Regions from separate parts of the Sus scrofa genome. Here region 2 is linked to region 1. Evidence: chromatin contacts called from public Hi-C data. All regions are on one chromosome and are shown on one strand. The core of a region is the stretch at or near the end of the contact, and the rest is flanking DNA. Distances in the headings are between cores, read along the strand shown. Region 1 holds the start of XIRP1 (xin actin binding repeat containing 1). Region 2 has its middle 8.9 kb from the start of SLC25A38.

Region 1 (6,943 bases), core at 3,732-6,231:
CGTTCCTGCTGCTCCCGTTGGTGGATTACCTCCAGGGGCTGAGTCTCAAAGAGCCACCGGGCAGTGCCCACATCTCCAGCCACCACTTCCTCCCGGGTGATGCCCCGCACCACGTCGACGGTACTGGGGTTTCGACCTAGTTGGTCTAGGGGCTGTGTCTCAAACATCCACCTGTAGCCCTGCACATCACCTCCCACGACCTGCTCTCTGCTGACGGATGTCAGGGCATGAAGGTGGCCTTTGCCATCCTGCAGGGCGTACACTGGGGACCCTATGTCTTGGGACTGCTCAGCAGAATCAGTTCCTTCTGCTCTGCTTACATTCCCATGGGCCAAAGCTTCACCCTGCCTGATGCTATCCAGGGGAAGGGTCTCGAAAAGATTCTTGAAGGTCTTTACATCCCCCTTCACCACATCCCCCTGGGGCGCACACTGAGAGAGGGGCAGCGCTGAGGAGCCATCGCTGGATAGATGCTCACGTGTGAACCCCTTACTCTCCTGGGGACCCACTCGCTGCAGGTGGCCCACTTGGACCTTGTCTCTAGGTGTGTCCAGGGGCTTTGTCTCAAATAGCCACAGGGTGGAGCGGACATCACCAGGGACCACTTCCTCTTTGGGTGGGACCTCTGCTTCAGCCTCCTCTTCCCCCTTGAGAGTGTCTAGTGGTCGGGTCTCAAACAGGTGCCGCTGCTGCTGAACATCTGGGCCAGGAGGGATAAGATCTGGGGATGGCTGGAAGTCCTTCTCGTCCACCAAGATCTCCCGGATGGCATCCAGGGGCTGTGTCTCAAAGATCCAGCGAGTTGCGCTAACATCAGGCCGGGCTGCCTCCTCCAGGGAGATCCCCCGAATCACCCGCACCTGGCTGGGGTCCCGGTTGATGGCGTCCAGAGGTTGGGTCTCGAAGAGCCAACGGGCAGTCCTCACTGCATTGCTCTGGATCTCCTCCCGGCAGGCGGCCTTGACCTCATGGATGGCGCCCTCTGCGTCCTGGATGGCACACAGTGGCTCTGTTTGGAACAGCTTCACCGTCTTCTTCACATCACCCTTCAGCTCCTGGATCTCTGAGCGTAGCTCCAAGGGGCTCTGTTCCTGGATGGAGGGACGAGAGCCTAGGCGGTCCAGTGGCCGTGTCTCAAAGAGCATCCTAGTACCCTGGACATCGCCACTGGCTTCAGGCTCCTTCACTGGAGCCTCCGGTGCCTCCGTCTGGCCTGTCAGCTCATCCAGCGGCTTTGTCTCAAACAGCCAGCGGGCTGCACGGACATCCCCTCGGGATGGCTGAGGTCTAGCTGGCTCCTGGTCTATGCTGTTGGCAAAGGATCCTTCTTCAAATTTTCGGGAGGTGGCCTGAACGTTGCCACCAGGCACCGGCTCCTTGGCAGGTGGCCTGTCATGGTCCCCAATGGCATCCAGCCGCCAGTTCTCAAAGATCCAGCGCATGCACTGGACATCACCTTCGGTGGGCTCCTCGGAACCCAGGACCTCAGCCAGGTCTTCAGCCACGGCCTCAGCCAGATTCTTGCGGAGCTCGGGGTGGATGTGCTTGTAGAGGCGGCGGAGCTCACTGGCTTGTCGCTGCTGGTGGAACTTGGAGAAGGACTCCTTGGGTGGTGGCAGCGGCAGATCCTCAGGGGCAGGTGGGGGAGGGAAGGGCAGGTCCTCTGCAGTTGCCACTGGGATGGTTGGTTTTGGGGCCACCTGCGTCTGGGTGTCAGCCATCCTTCTGCAGAGAGGGCACAGAGATAAGGATGGGGCGGGGGATTTACTTGGGATGCAGGCCGGTTGCTGAGAGAAATGGCAGCGAGCAGGGCCCCGGAAAGGGTAGCCCTGGGGTGGCATGTGCTTAGGTACTCTCTTCCCTTTTCAGACCTCACCTGGCTTTCTGCCTGCCACCTGCGTGGTGACAAGCTGTTGAACTTGAGGCACATGGAACCATCCATCATGGTGGGTCCCTGCTTCCCCAGAATCACCTGGGTTGCTAGGGAACAAGTAGGGCGTTGCTGGGTTTGAGGCTCTGTCCTCCAGCCCCACAAGGGATACCCAAACCTCCATGAGGGGGAAATGGACATGCCCCATCCTCTCCTGCCTCTGCCAAAATCAGTTTTTCCCTGGCAGACTCCCAGGTGAGTGTGGCCAGGGGGCAATTCTGATTTAAGGGGTCCCAGCCAGGGAGAGGCAAGTCCCTAAAGTGGTGACATTTTCCCATGGAGAGGAAATTCCTTTCATAGCACCAGAGGGTGTGCTTATCACTTTCACCAGTTGGGGGGATGGCTTGCCCAGCCCTTAGCTCTTGATGTAACCCTTCAAACTTCCCCAGGCCCAGGGAGGCAGAGCAGAGGCCAGCAGCCCTGCTACAGTGGAAGCAGTCAAGGCTGAGTGAGGGTTTCTTGTGGTCAGGCAAAGCCCGATTCTGACTTCTAAGTAGGGGTTTTCTGTGCCAAGACTCAGATGGTCTGAGTTAGAGGGACCTCAAGGATCTTCTGGCCCAACCACTTTTTTTTTTTTTTTTTTTTTGCTATTTCTTGGGCCGCTCCCGCGGGATATGGAAATTCCCAGGCTAGGGGTCCAATCGGAGCTGTAGCCGCCGGCCTACACCAGAGCCACAGCAACACGGGATCCGAGCCGTGTCTGCAACCTACACCACAGCTCACGGCAATGCCGGATCGTTAACCCACTGAGCAAGAGCAGGGACCGAACCCGCAACCTCATGGTTCCTAGTCGGATTCGTTAACCACTGCGCCACGACGGGAACTCCGCAACCACTTTTAATTAAAGGCAAAGAAACTCAGGCCCAGAGTTGGATCTTGGCAAATGAGGGGCAGACAGTGCTAGCTCGGGGTTCCTAGACCCTATAGGTAGGTAGTATGAAGATTTCTTAGTATCTGTGGTGTCCCTCTCTTCTCCAGCAGGCACCCTAAGAGAGTGTGAGGGTGACAGCCCAGGGAGGGGAGGCAGTGGGACCAAGGGCTTTTCTGCAGAGATAGCCCCCCATCTCGCTCATGGGGCCTTGTCCCCAGTTGGGTGCAAACTCGAGTCTCCTGTGCTCCTCCTCTTTCTCTCTTGAAGCCCATCTGCTTCCACCAAGGCACTGCCTCCGCCACTGCCCCTGCCGCCCCTCAAGCCCTCCTCTGGTCTGTGTCCTCTCTGTCTTATCTGTCTTGTGACAGGTGTACTAACAGTCCCCAGAGGCCAGTGGGGAAAGAATGAGAAGCACGTCCCCCCTCTCGCTGCCCCTGACCCACTGCTCTGCTCCAGGCTCATTGCTAAATATAGCCAAGGTCCTGGCCTCAGTGTGGCAACCTGGGTGGGGGGAGGGGGGTCAGGCTCAGCCAGTGGGACTCTGGGAGCCTCAGCCCACCTCATCTCCTTCCCTGCCCTGGGTCCCCTGCCTTCTGAGCTGGTATCAGGCCCCTGGCCTATAGGATCACTGGTGCCAGAACCCTCCTCTAGCCAAGAGCTCTGGGAGTGGGGGAAGGACCTCCTCCTCATGGCTACCCCAGGGAGGGGGGAACTGAGCCCTGCCCCTGCCCCACCCTCACCCCAGTGTGCCCACCAAAGGCATCAGCGCCCCAGGGAGGGTGAACCCTAAAGCCAGCAGCCCGAGTCTCGCCACAAACTCTGGGTAGTTCCTTTAGTGTCTGCGTTCTCAGGAGGATCCCCTGCCAAAGAGAAACCTCGACTGTCCCCGTTTCCTCCCTGTCCTGTCTCCATTGTGGTCTGAGCAGATGGCATGTACAGGCCATCAGCCTCACCCCACTCCCACCCTCAGGAATCTCCAGAATCCCTGCTATGGGCATACATCGTCAGAATCACACTACAAGGATGGCAGACCTGAGGACCCTCAGAGGTCACTGAGCCCTGCCACCCCACCCCTCATTGTTCGGATGGGGAAACAGGCCCCAAGAGGGGAAGGAGCTGACCTAGGAGGCTCCGCCAAGTGGTAGTAAGACCTCCCTACCCCATCCATCTGCCCTGAGTTTCCTGGGGCTTCAAAAGCAGAGGCAGGGGTTGGGTGAGGGCAGAACTCAGAAATGGAACCAGACTTAGGGCAGGGTCTGAGCCCCAAGTGGTGGCCCTGAGCTCAGCTTCTTAGGGCTGGGCCAGCCTCCTAGGGTGACCCCCACTTTTGCCCCTAGGTCTGCTTTTTTCAGCCCAGCCCCCTCCATGCCTCTCTATACCTGGGCAGACTCAGATCTGCTCCCCCCCCGCCCCCTGCACGCCCCCAGGGTTTTCCCCAAGGGTTTTCCCACTGGGCAACATGATGATCTGCATCCCACCCCAGGTCCTGGGCCATGATATGTGGGGAGCTGGGCTCAGGCCGGCCCTGGGGAAGCATTCCTGGGGCCAGATATGCCAAGACTTTCTCTAGCAACAGCTGGGCACAGGGCTGGTCCTGGCAGTGCCGAGTCCGGCCTGCTTCCCACTCTCCAGCCCCCATGTCCTCCCCCGCCTCCTCTGTCCACTTTCTTCCAGACACTGGGCCTCACTGGGGCTTCCCTGGAAAGAAGCCCTGAAGCCTGAGGAGCGCCATACCTGTATTTTAAAAATTGTAACTTCAGACTGCCTCCTCCTGAAAGCCTTTGTGGATTAGGCCAGACTGGCTGGAACCTACCCCTCTGCCGGCTTCAGGCCCTTGGCAGTCACCCCGAGAGCCCCTGTGGGGCTCATGGTAACTCTCCCTTAACTTCCTCGTGTATCCTTTCTTTCAGACCCGTCTACTCACCCGCCTTTCGGTGTGTGGCCCCTAATAATACTAGCCTGAGAGGGTCCAGAGGGGTCCTAGCCTGGAGAGCCAGCCTTGCTAGGAGAGACAAGGGGCCAGTTACTTACCTGAGGGTCCTGTTTGGCTGATGGGGGTGTGGGGTCTGCGGCAGGTGTGGTCTAAGGGTCTGTGGTTCCTCTTGTTGTTGTTTGGGGCTGGTTGTGCTCTGCTGGCTCGGCCAGGTGCCTTCTCGCTGCCCAGGCTCTGGGTCTCTGTCCTCTGCCAGCCCCAGCAGCTGCCTTTATCTGGCTGGTTAGGGGGTGGGCCAAGGTGGGGGCGGGTGGGGGAGGCTAAGTTCAGAGTATGAAGTGGTTCAGTTATTTTTAGGGCTTGTGGAAGTTACGTGTCCATCCCGGGAATCAGTTACATGTTTCTTCTGCTAGGGAGGGGAAGGGGAGTGAGCAGGGAGAGCTTCATTCATCTAGGTCTCATCTGAGGATCGGGGTCAATGACTCAGCCACCATGGCGGTGTGGACATCCCGGACTATTTTGAGGGAATGATTATGGAGGGGCATCTGACACCTGGGTGGCCCTGCCCTAACCCTGGGAGCCCCCCACCTCCCTACTCCAGACTGGCCTCTGACTCTTCCTCACGTGGGCTGTGTGTTCACCTTGCCAAGAGCCTGGAGGCCCCCAGAGGGCAGGCCTGGGCCCCTCCTGCTCAGTTCCCGGCCTGCTACCTCAGAGCAAGGCCCAGCCTTCCTCCTCCCCGACTCTCCTGCTGAACTAAAGATCCCCCCTCTCTCTCTCTCTTTTTTTTTTTTTTTTTTTTTTGTCTTTTTAGGGCCGTACCCATGGCATATGGAGGTTCCCAGGCTAGGGGTCTAATCGAGCTGTTGCTGCCAGCCACAGCCACAGCCACAGCAATGCCAGATCTGAGCCTTGTCTGCGACCTACACCGCAGCTCACGGCAACGCCGGGTCCTTAACCCACTGAGCAAGGCCAGGGATAGAACCTGCAAACTCATGATTCCTAGTTTGATTCGTTAACCACTGAGTCACGATGGGAACTCCCAAAGATCCCCCCTCTTATCCAGCCCTCGTCACCCCACGATGCAGGTGTATTCAGCCCTGAGTGCGCGTGGCTGGTTTGGGGGGAAAGGCATCTGTGTTTCGGGGCTTCTGCTCTTCACTAGGTCCCCGATTTATCAGAGGATTCCACAGAATGGTTCTGTGGCATTCAGAGCAGATTATCTGGGTCCTTGTTTACTTTCAGGCTCTTGCCTCTGACTCAGGGGCCAGGCTTTCTGGGAATGGGGTGGGGGGAGGGGTGGCACACAGTGCTGACTCTGGGGTTATTTCTGACCCTGGAGTCATCAGCTTCCCAGTCACAGACAAAGTGACGGGGGCAGTGGGAGGGTGTCATGCCTGCCCCTCCTTTGCTGCCAAAGGGGCTTAGTGGGCAGAGAGATCCTGACCTTTAGGCCGAGAAGGGGTCAGTGTGGTGAGGGGCATCAGGGGACCACGAAGAGCACACGTGAAGGAGGCATATGGCCCAGGCTCCATGTTGAAGGCCAGGCAGGTGCATTCTGCTACCTGGCAGGACAGGGGCTTCCTTCTGACATCCCACCTGCCTCTGGTGCCAGGGAGTGCTGCCGGTCTCTGCTCACTCTTTCCATTGAGTCAATGTCAGGAGGGCAACATTGGCCTGGGGGTGGAGAGAGGGGCATCTGGGAGCCCTGCTCCCTGGCCTCCTCCCTCTTCCTGCTTTTCCTGCCCCTCTGTCTGCTCCCCCAGGCTCCTGGCTCTCCCTGGGGAAGGCTGGGAGAGAGGAGACCTAGGGCCTGCCTTCTAGGATGGAGAAGGTTTCATGAGAGTGCTTATTAGCACAGTGCATGTGCTGTGGAGGTGCCTGCTGTTATTACTTATGTAAGAAAAGGAAAGCACCCAGGTGGAAGCCACTTTTGTACTCACCTCAACTCTTTTCTGAGCAGAAATTTCTCAGGCCTCAATATTAAGAAAGAGGCTTTTCCTGACCACCTGGTTTTATCTAATACAACTGTGCTGTCCAGGACAGTTGCTACCAGCCACATCTGACTAGATAGGTTAAATGAAATAAAATGAAAAATCCTATTCCTCCATCACACTAGCCACATTTAAAGTTATCTGTAGAGACATGTGCCTGATAACCACTATGTTTTACCGTGCAAAACCTTTCCATCATTATGGAAAATTCTATT
Region 2 (7,640 bases), core at 2,923-5,422, 150 kb after region 1:
GTGTGTCTGTCAAGGAAAGGCTGAATAATTGTTCCAGATTAATGAAGTCTCAAAAGACATGACAATTAACTGAAATATATGGTCCTAAATTGGATTCTGGATTTGGGGGTGGAAATGCTATGAGGAACTGTTTGTGGACAGTTGGTGAAGTCTGAATTTGGACTGTATATGAGATAGCCTAAGTAGTTAAATAAGTATTAAAAGTGGAGTTCCCGTCGTGGCGCAGTGGTTAACGAATCCGACTAGGAACCATGAGGTTGCGGGTTCAGTCCCTGCCCTTGCTCAGTGGGTTAACGATCCGGCGTTGCCGTGAGCTGTGGTGTAGGTTGCAGACGCGGCTCGGATCCCGCGTTGCTGTGGCTCTGGCGTAGGCTGGTGGCTACAGCTCTGATTGGACCCCTAGCCTGGGAACCTCCATATGCCACGGGAGCGGCCCAAAGAAATAGAAAAAAGACAAATAAATAAATAAATAAATAAATAAGTATTAAAAGTGATAAAACAGAGAAACACTTGGGGCAGTGCCTGGGTATAGAAAGTAGAACATTAATGTCATCACCTATGAGGATGTAAGCCCCAGGAGGTCAGCAGCTTCATTGGTTTCATTCACTGCTGTATCCCCAGAGCCTGGAACAGTCCCAGCACATAATAGATGCTAAATTAACATTTGTTGGGTGAATGAATGAACTGGCCCCTGAAAGAAGACAGAGTTAAGAACCTGGGTGATGTATCAGGGCCCCTGTCCTCATGCAGAGACCGAGGTTATTCACTCCAGTTCCTGTCATTGTTGGTTGTATTGGTGACCCTGGCCTGCAGAATATTCTGAGATTGATGCAGTTGTTCCAGGCACCTGGTTTAGGCAACTAAGAATGCATCTGGCAGCTCCCCACATCAAATGCTTATGTAACTTAATAACTCATGATTGCCTAATATCCCCTGTAGTTCTGCTCCCTGCTGCTTTGCCTGGCATGGCAGAGGGAGGGGATTTTGCTGCCCTCCTCTCTCTGCCTCTCAGGATACCAACACAGCCTGTGGCTGAGTCTGAGCCTCAGGCCAATGCTCACCTAGGTAGAAGTCTTACCAAGGTAAGGAGGTTCAGTTGGCCATCTCAGCTGGATGTCATGCTGCAGAGAGGTCTCAGGTGGCTAGAGAGGCACCGACAGGGAGCACCCCTTCTCCCAGCCCTCAGGTCAGTCTGTATGCTAGCCCTACCCATCACAGTAAGTGCCCACATCACTTACAGATGCCAGGCAGCTGTGAGTATGGTCTGTGTTCCAGATTGAGGGAGATGAAAGGGAGCTTAGACGTCATCCTTTCTGCTGCTCTCCTTTGACAGGTGGGAAATCTGAGGCCTGGAGATACAAGATGGTCTGCCCAAGGCCACACCAGAGCGTTAGAGCCAGGACTCCAGATTCTTAGAAAACGCTCATTCCTCTTGGCCACTGTGTCCTATATTAAGGGAGGGGCCATCAAACGGGGGCTTAGAGACAACATCTGGGGGCCCCTCCAGGCTTCCAGACTCTGCAGAACATTTCCCATCTGGAAAGCTGGGTTGCTGACTCCCAGTAAGAGCAGAATCAAGAAAAGAGAATCTGATTAGTAGCAACTCAAGGGGAAACTGATTACATTTTAATGAGACATTTTCTGAACAGAAAAAAAAGAAGCATAATTAAAAGTGAATTGTGGGAGTTCCTGTTGTATCTCAGAGGGTTAAGAATCCAACTATTATCCATGAGGATGTGGGTTCAATCCCTGGCCTTGCTCAGTGGGTTAAAGGATTCAGCATTGCCATAAACAGTGGTGTAGGTCACAGATGCACTCGGGCCTGGCATTGCTGTGGCTGTGGTGTAGGTAAATGGCTGTGGCTCCAATTTGACCCCGAGCCTGGGAACCTCCATATGCTTTAAGTGCTGCCCTGAAAAGAGCCCCCCCAAAAAAGTGAATTATGTACAAATTAAGTGCTAAAAAGTAGCTTCACTTGGATGTCACCCCTTTCATTGTTATAAGATGAGTAAACTCATTCCAAAAATATTTGAGCCCAGGCTTGGTTTTACATGGTCAGCACTAGAGAAGAACTCTTTGAGATCAAACTAGAGAAGAGGAGACTTATCCTGTTGGATTCAATTGGAACAAACATTTTGGAATGCTTGCTCTGGGCCATGTACTCTCCTATGTCATGACCTCATGCAGTTCTCACAGCAAACTATAGGGCAGGTGGCATTATTCTCATTTCACAGATTTAAAAACTGATGCTCAAGAGTTCCTACTATGGTGGAGCAGTTTGAGAATCTGGTGTTATCTCTGTGGCAGTGCGGGTTTGATCCCTGGCCCAGTGCAGTGCGTTAAGGATCTGGCATTGCCATAGCTGTGGTGCAGGTCACAACTTCGGCTAGGATTCAGTGTCTGGCCTGGGAACTTCCATATGCCATGAGTGCAGCAAAAAAAAAAAAAAAAGAAAAGAAAAAAACAAAAAACAAAAAACAAAAACTGATGTTCAGAGCAGTTAAGGGGCAAATAGCATTAGGGGCAGTGTATTAGTGGAAAGAGATTATGAATATGGAATTCAAATGCCACTCTACTCTCTACTAGTTGGCAAAAGAGCTCCCTGCAGGAGGACAATAAGGATGGGGAACTGTTCCTAGTTGTAAGATACCCCCTTCCACTTAAGAGTCTTTCTGTTGGTAAACAATATAAGAATCTATATTTCCTCCATCCGTGTGGTTAAGGAAAGGCATACACAGGGAACTGTGAGTAAGCCAATAATTGAGGCAGAAAAAAGTAGAAACTCCAAGAGCAGGAAGGACCGTTTGGCACAGGTAAATATGAACGACAACCAAATGGAAGGTACGAGAAGATGTTGCCATGTGATAGATTACCCAAAATCCTGGGAGGAGGGCTGAGCACCTAGAACTAGTCTCCTTGTCATCTGCCAGAAATGGGGATCTCTGGTTGAGCCCCGTTATAATAGACAGCAAAGCGGCATAATAAACCAGAGAGTCAGCCGAGGTGTAACCATCTTGAGAGAAGAGCCTGGAGGACATGGGGGAGCAGGAGAGGGAAACGGCCAGGAAAAGACTGTGTCTTCAAATTGTTTATCAGCCAGACTTCCAATGTCATTGAGGCCTGACCAGAGTACAAGTTCCGGTGTGCAAGCAGGGAACCGCCTAATGTGCAAATCTGACTGTTTCATTCTCCTACTTATAACTTTTCCGGATAAAACTCAAATCCTTTAACATGGCAGCTCAGGTCCCCAGTCTTTCCCTCTGTCCTCCTCTCTCGCCCTCCTTCCCTACAACCAGACATTTCCACTTGTTCGGTTCTGGGAACCTGACATGCTCTCTCTCATCTCTGGCCATTTATACTTGCTCTGCCTGGTAAAAATGGGCCCTTCTATTAAATACATACTTGAATAAATACATCAAATTGGAATCAGACCAGGCATAGTCTGATACCTCTTTTGGACTTTTCAGGTCTCAAGTAGCCACCTCCATTCTGATACAAAATGTGTCCCCTCCCCGGTACCAGCTGGAGCTCCATCATGATGGGGCTATATAATGAATTCATGGAGAAGACCATGGAAGGGACATGGACATGACTTCTGGGTTGTTAGCTCTCTGTGCAGTTCCTCGAAGAGGCAGTCTTTGCTAGGATCACTAACGCTTTCCCAGGTAAGTTCACACCCCTATACCAGGAGTGCTTAACCTGGGCTGGAAGGATCATGTGGAACTGTTGGCAAAACTTTGCTCACATGTGTGCATTTTCTACGAGGAGCTCTGTGCCCCAGCCCAGTTCCCACACCTCCTGCGTAGGTTGCATTGGTCTGAGAGTCTAGACATGGTGATCCCAGACTCACATGCATTAGGCCAGAGAAGGAACGTGGAGGCCACCTAGCTCAACTTGCTGTTTTTACAAATGAGAAAACTGAGGCCTAGAGAGGTGATGAAGTGAGTTTTCGGCAGAGCCTGGACTAGAATCAGGAATTCCTGACTCCTGGGTCAGGGCTCTCTCCACCCCTGCTTGCAGTCACTCATGGTGTCTCCTTATGCCTGCTGGCCCCACCATCTCCTGTGGACCAGAAAGGTGCAGTATGAGGGAGGAATTGGGAAGTGGCACTGCCTGGGATGGAGGGAAGTGGCACTGCCTGGTACCTCGAGGCTGTAGCTAGTGGGCTGCTGTCCAGTGACTCCTGAGGCCAGGAGCCAGAACCTGTTGAGAACAAGACTCGCACTCCCTCTAGTGGTGAGTTTGAGCAGAGCGCCTGAACAAGTGAAGGATAATGGCTGGAAAACAATGGTAGGTGATGGGATCCTGTCTTAAAGAGACAGTCGGAACTAGCTGCAATTCTTCTAATTTTATATACCTAAGCTGTCATTCAAAATTCTGCTTTGAGAATCTTGGGAAAAATACAAGTGTTTGATGAGTATTGGATTCAGTGTATTAGAGGCTTTACCCTTGACCTTCAGTTAGGGCCTCTAAACTCCCCATTTCCCTTGGAGGTCACACTGTACAAACAAATCCCACTGAAATCTCAGACCTATGGCAGGAGGAGCAGACATTATATGCTTGTTTTACAGAAAATATTCTTGCCTGCTTATTCCTTGATCTACCACCGTCAGCCCACTTTGTAATCTAAGGAAAGTGGGGAACAGGAAAAGACCGCCTTCTTCCTCGTTTTTCAAGTAGATGTCAGGCTTACATCGCTAGCTCCTCCTTCATATTGGGTAAGAGAGTATTTGACCTTATGAGGTCAGACTAGGACTGTCATAGAGCTTATTCAAATCAGCAGAAGGGTGATAACATACATTAAAATATGTTGAATCATCTCAGATTTCTGTATAATGAAGGTCTCCTACTTTGGAATGTCATCCTTCCCTTAAATTTCTGTCCTTGGTCCTAAGGATCCTTATCTTGCTAAACTTCAATGCAGACCTCATTTTAACTTTCACTGAATGACCTGAGGCATATCTTGTATTTTCACTTGTGGTTTTATAGTTAAGCAAGCTCGCTTCATTCCAAGATGTTCTGATGGCTTTCTTGAGCAATTGTGAACTTACAGTTCCTTTGGTCTCCCTCTCTATCTATAGTCACCTACAGGGACTTCTCCAACCACCTATGTAACTATTCTCTTCTGTCCCTATACGTAGTACCCGGAATCCCTGGGCTGATTATTCCTCCTTACTGTCCCTCACACTGCAAGTATTACTCCTTCTTCCGAAGCTGCTCCTTGCCTCCAGAGGCTTATGGGGCCAACCCAGGGGGTGCAGATAGAAGGCTAAGGGCAGTGGGTTTTCCCAAGGACCTCCTCAGGTCCGATGCTTTTTGCCCTAGAGAACGCCAGCTCCAGCCCAAGAAGAGGGCTTCCCCATTGACTCAACCCTTCTCTTCAGTTCAAATGGTAGAAGTTGCCTGCTCACCTCTTTCTCTGGATCACGAAATGGAGACACTCAGCTTTGTGTCGTCTTGCACAGTGACTCGGAGAAGTGTGTCTGCTTGCTCCAGCCCAGACTCCTTCTGGCAGGCCTGCCTGGGTGAGGCACAGAGGACCATCCCAGCTAGCAGCTCAGAGGGACTTTTTTTTTTTTTGGTCAAAGAGCAGGGGGAGGAGTTGAGACGCCCATTGGCGAGTCCATGGCTGCCTTCAGCGGGGTCTCTGTTACTGCAGCCCAGAGGAGCCTAACCCGCATTCCTACTGGCTCCCTGGACTGAGGCGCTCCACCAGGCCCTCAGGCACCCACTAGAGGTGTGGCCTCTCCCTGTTAGGGACTTCTTCCTCACTGATATGAACCTCCTAAATGGCAATAGAGTAAACAGTGGACACTAGAAAGGAGAAGGGGGGGAAAGCATTCTTGTTCGGTAGCTAGCATATACCAGTCCTTGTATATAGGGCTTTGGCTATCTTAATTTAATGCTCACAAAATTTCTTAGGAGATATTCCTTGTTTCTATCTTATAGATGAAAAAACAGATGGCCCAAGGGGTTGTATGACTGAAGTCATGTGGCTAGAAATGTGGGATTTAGGGTTGGGTCTCTCTGCCGGCAAAGCCCATGCTTCTTCACTGTGTCATTCTAGTTTCCCTTGGAGACCAACCCAGAGGGAACACAAGATTGGACAGAATTTGTGGTTGGGGCTGGCAGTGGGGTGGGGGCCTTCTGCTTTTAGTTCATTCTCATCTAAGCAGGTGCAACTTGCTTCAGACACGTTGCTTTCTTCCCCTGCGTTTGTTTTGCTCTCACTTCTCTGCTTGAGCCTGAGCTATTCACGAATCTGTTCTTGGAATTCCAGTTGTGGCATAGCAGAAACGAATCCAACCAGGAACCATGAGGTTGCATGTTCGATCCCTGGCCTCGCTCAGTGGGTTAAGGATCTGGCTTTGCCATAAGCTGTGGTGTAGTTTGCAGAGGAAGCTTGGATCTGGCATGGCTGTGGCTGTGGCATAGGCCGGCAGCTGTAGCATCAAAATGACCCCTAGCCTGGGAACCTCCATATGCCGCGGGTGTGGTCCTAAAAAGCAAAAAAAAGCAAAAAAAAAAAAAAAAAAATTTGTTCCTGGATGATGGGAAACCACTCAGCATATCAACTCACTGGAACCTGGCATGCAGCGTGGAGTCCTGGGTGACTCTTTCTTTCCTTTTCTCCCCTTGTCTGTCCCTGCAGGAGTATCCATGGTAGTGCACTTGGGACCATGACAGTGAGAAATGATACTGCCTGTCATATGAGTAAACAAAGGTCCTCACCAGTCATGAGCCATTACAGCCCCCTCCAAGGACGAGCCAGTGAGCCCTGAGGGAACCCAGAAAGGAAACAAAGAACACCTGCCATCCAGCAGCCACCAGACTGCAGCCACTCGCAAGGTAAGCCGTAAGGAAACTCAGGATGTGAAAACATAGGATAGCTGAGGTGCATATCAAAGGAATGACTTCACTGAGCCCAGGCCTTGCATCTTCCCACAGATAGAAAAGTGAGATACCTGGTTTTCTATTATTAGCAGTAATCTTTTGTTCCTACTACCTGCCCTTTGCTGCAAAACTCTGTCTTAGCTCCCCCTTGCCTCCTGGGAGCAGTTTTCTCAGGGTTACTGAGAAGAGCTTGATATTTTCAGTGGATGAAGAGGAAGTTTTTCCCATGTTGGTGGTGTGGTTTATAGCTTCTATATGATAATGAACATAAATGCCACATCACCCAGATTGCTTTATGGCCCCTTTCTTCTACTGCCCCTGATATCTCAGCCCTTGAAGTAGAATCCCAGGACCCCCACTCTGGCAGCCCCTCCCCTCAAAGGGCCCTCCACACCTTTCTTGGAGACTAGCCTACCAGCCTCCCCCCCAGCCTGCTCATTCTCAGGCCAAGGTCACTGGCAAGGAAGGAAGAAAGGTATTTCTCTCTTGCAAAGCCCAAAGCAGTGACAGGACTGTCCTCTTTGCTGAAGCTTCTGGTAAAGCCATTAGAACTCTTTTTTTCCCTTTCTGTGTGCCCACTGCTGACCAAGGGCACAGAGGGTGACTTCCACTGTTGAGAGCAGTGCCTGCCCTGGGAGACTTTTTTTTTCTTTTTCTGTTTTTTTAGGGCTACACCCAAGGCATATGGAGGTTCCCAGGCTAGGGTTTGAATTGGAGCTACAGCTTCGAGCCTGTGCCACAGCCAC

Evidence for each region. A called contact is a pair of places that touch in the nucleus more often than the background predicts.
Region 2: a contact with region 1 is called in a Hi-C map of alveolar macrophages, with 3 times the contacts expected there. The contact joins the enhancer-like site here to the promoter of XIRP1 in region 1. A contact is called at or near these places in 16 of 47 Hi-C or Micro-C datasets (adipose tissue, alveolar macrophages, blood and 9 more) and 1 of 2 datasets of contacts at active chromatin or transcription factors (alveolar macrophages).

The regions. Positions count from the first base shown.
Region 1 is chr13:23,871,869-23,878,811 of Sscrofa11.1, forward strand. XIRP1 (xin actin binding repeat containing 1) reads right to left here and starts at 4,982. Exons shown (of 5, transcript NM_001143928.1): 1 at 4,833-4,982; 2 at 1-1,725. The coding sequence starts at 1,721.
Region 2 is chr13:24,017,854-24,025,493 of Sscrofa11.1, forward strand. No RefSeq gene overlaps it. Among named protein-coding and RNA genes, the nearest start is that of SLC25A38, 8.9 kb to the right of the region's middle. Within about 2 kb of position 4,173, at least 4 of the 83 cell types and tissues checked have an H3K27ac peak or open chromatin away from gene starts, as enhancers often do. A contact at or near this core is called in adipose tissue, alveolar macrophages and omental adipose tissue, where this site is marked.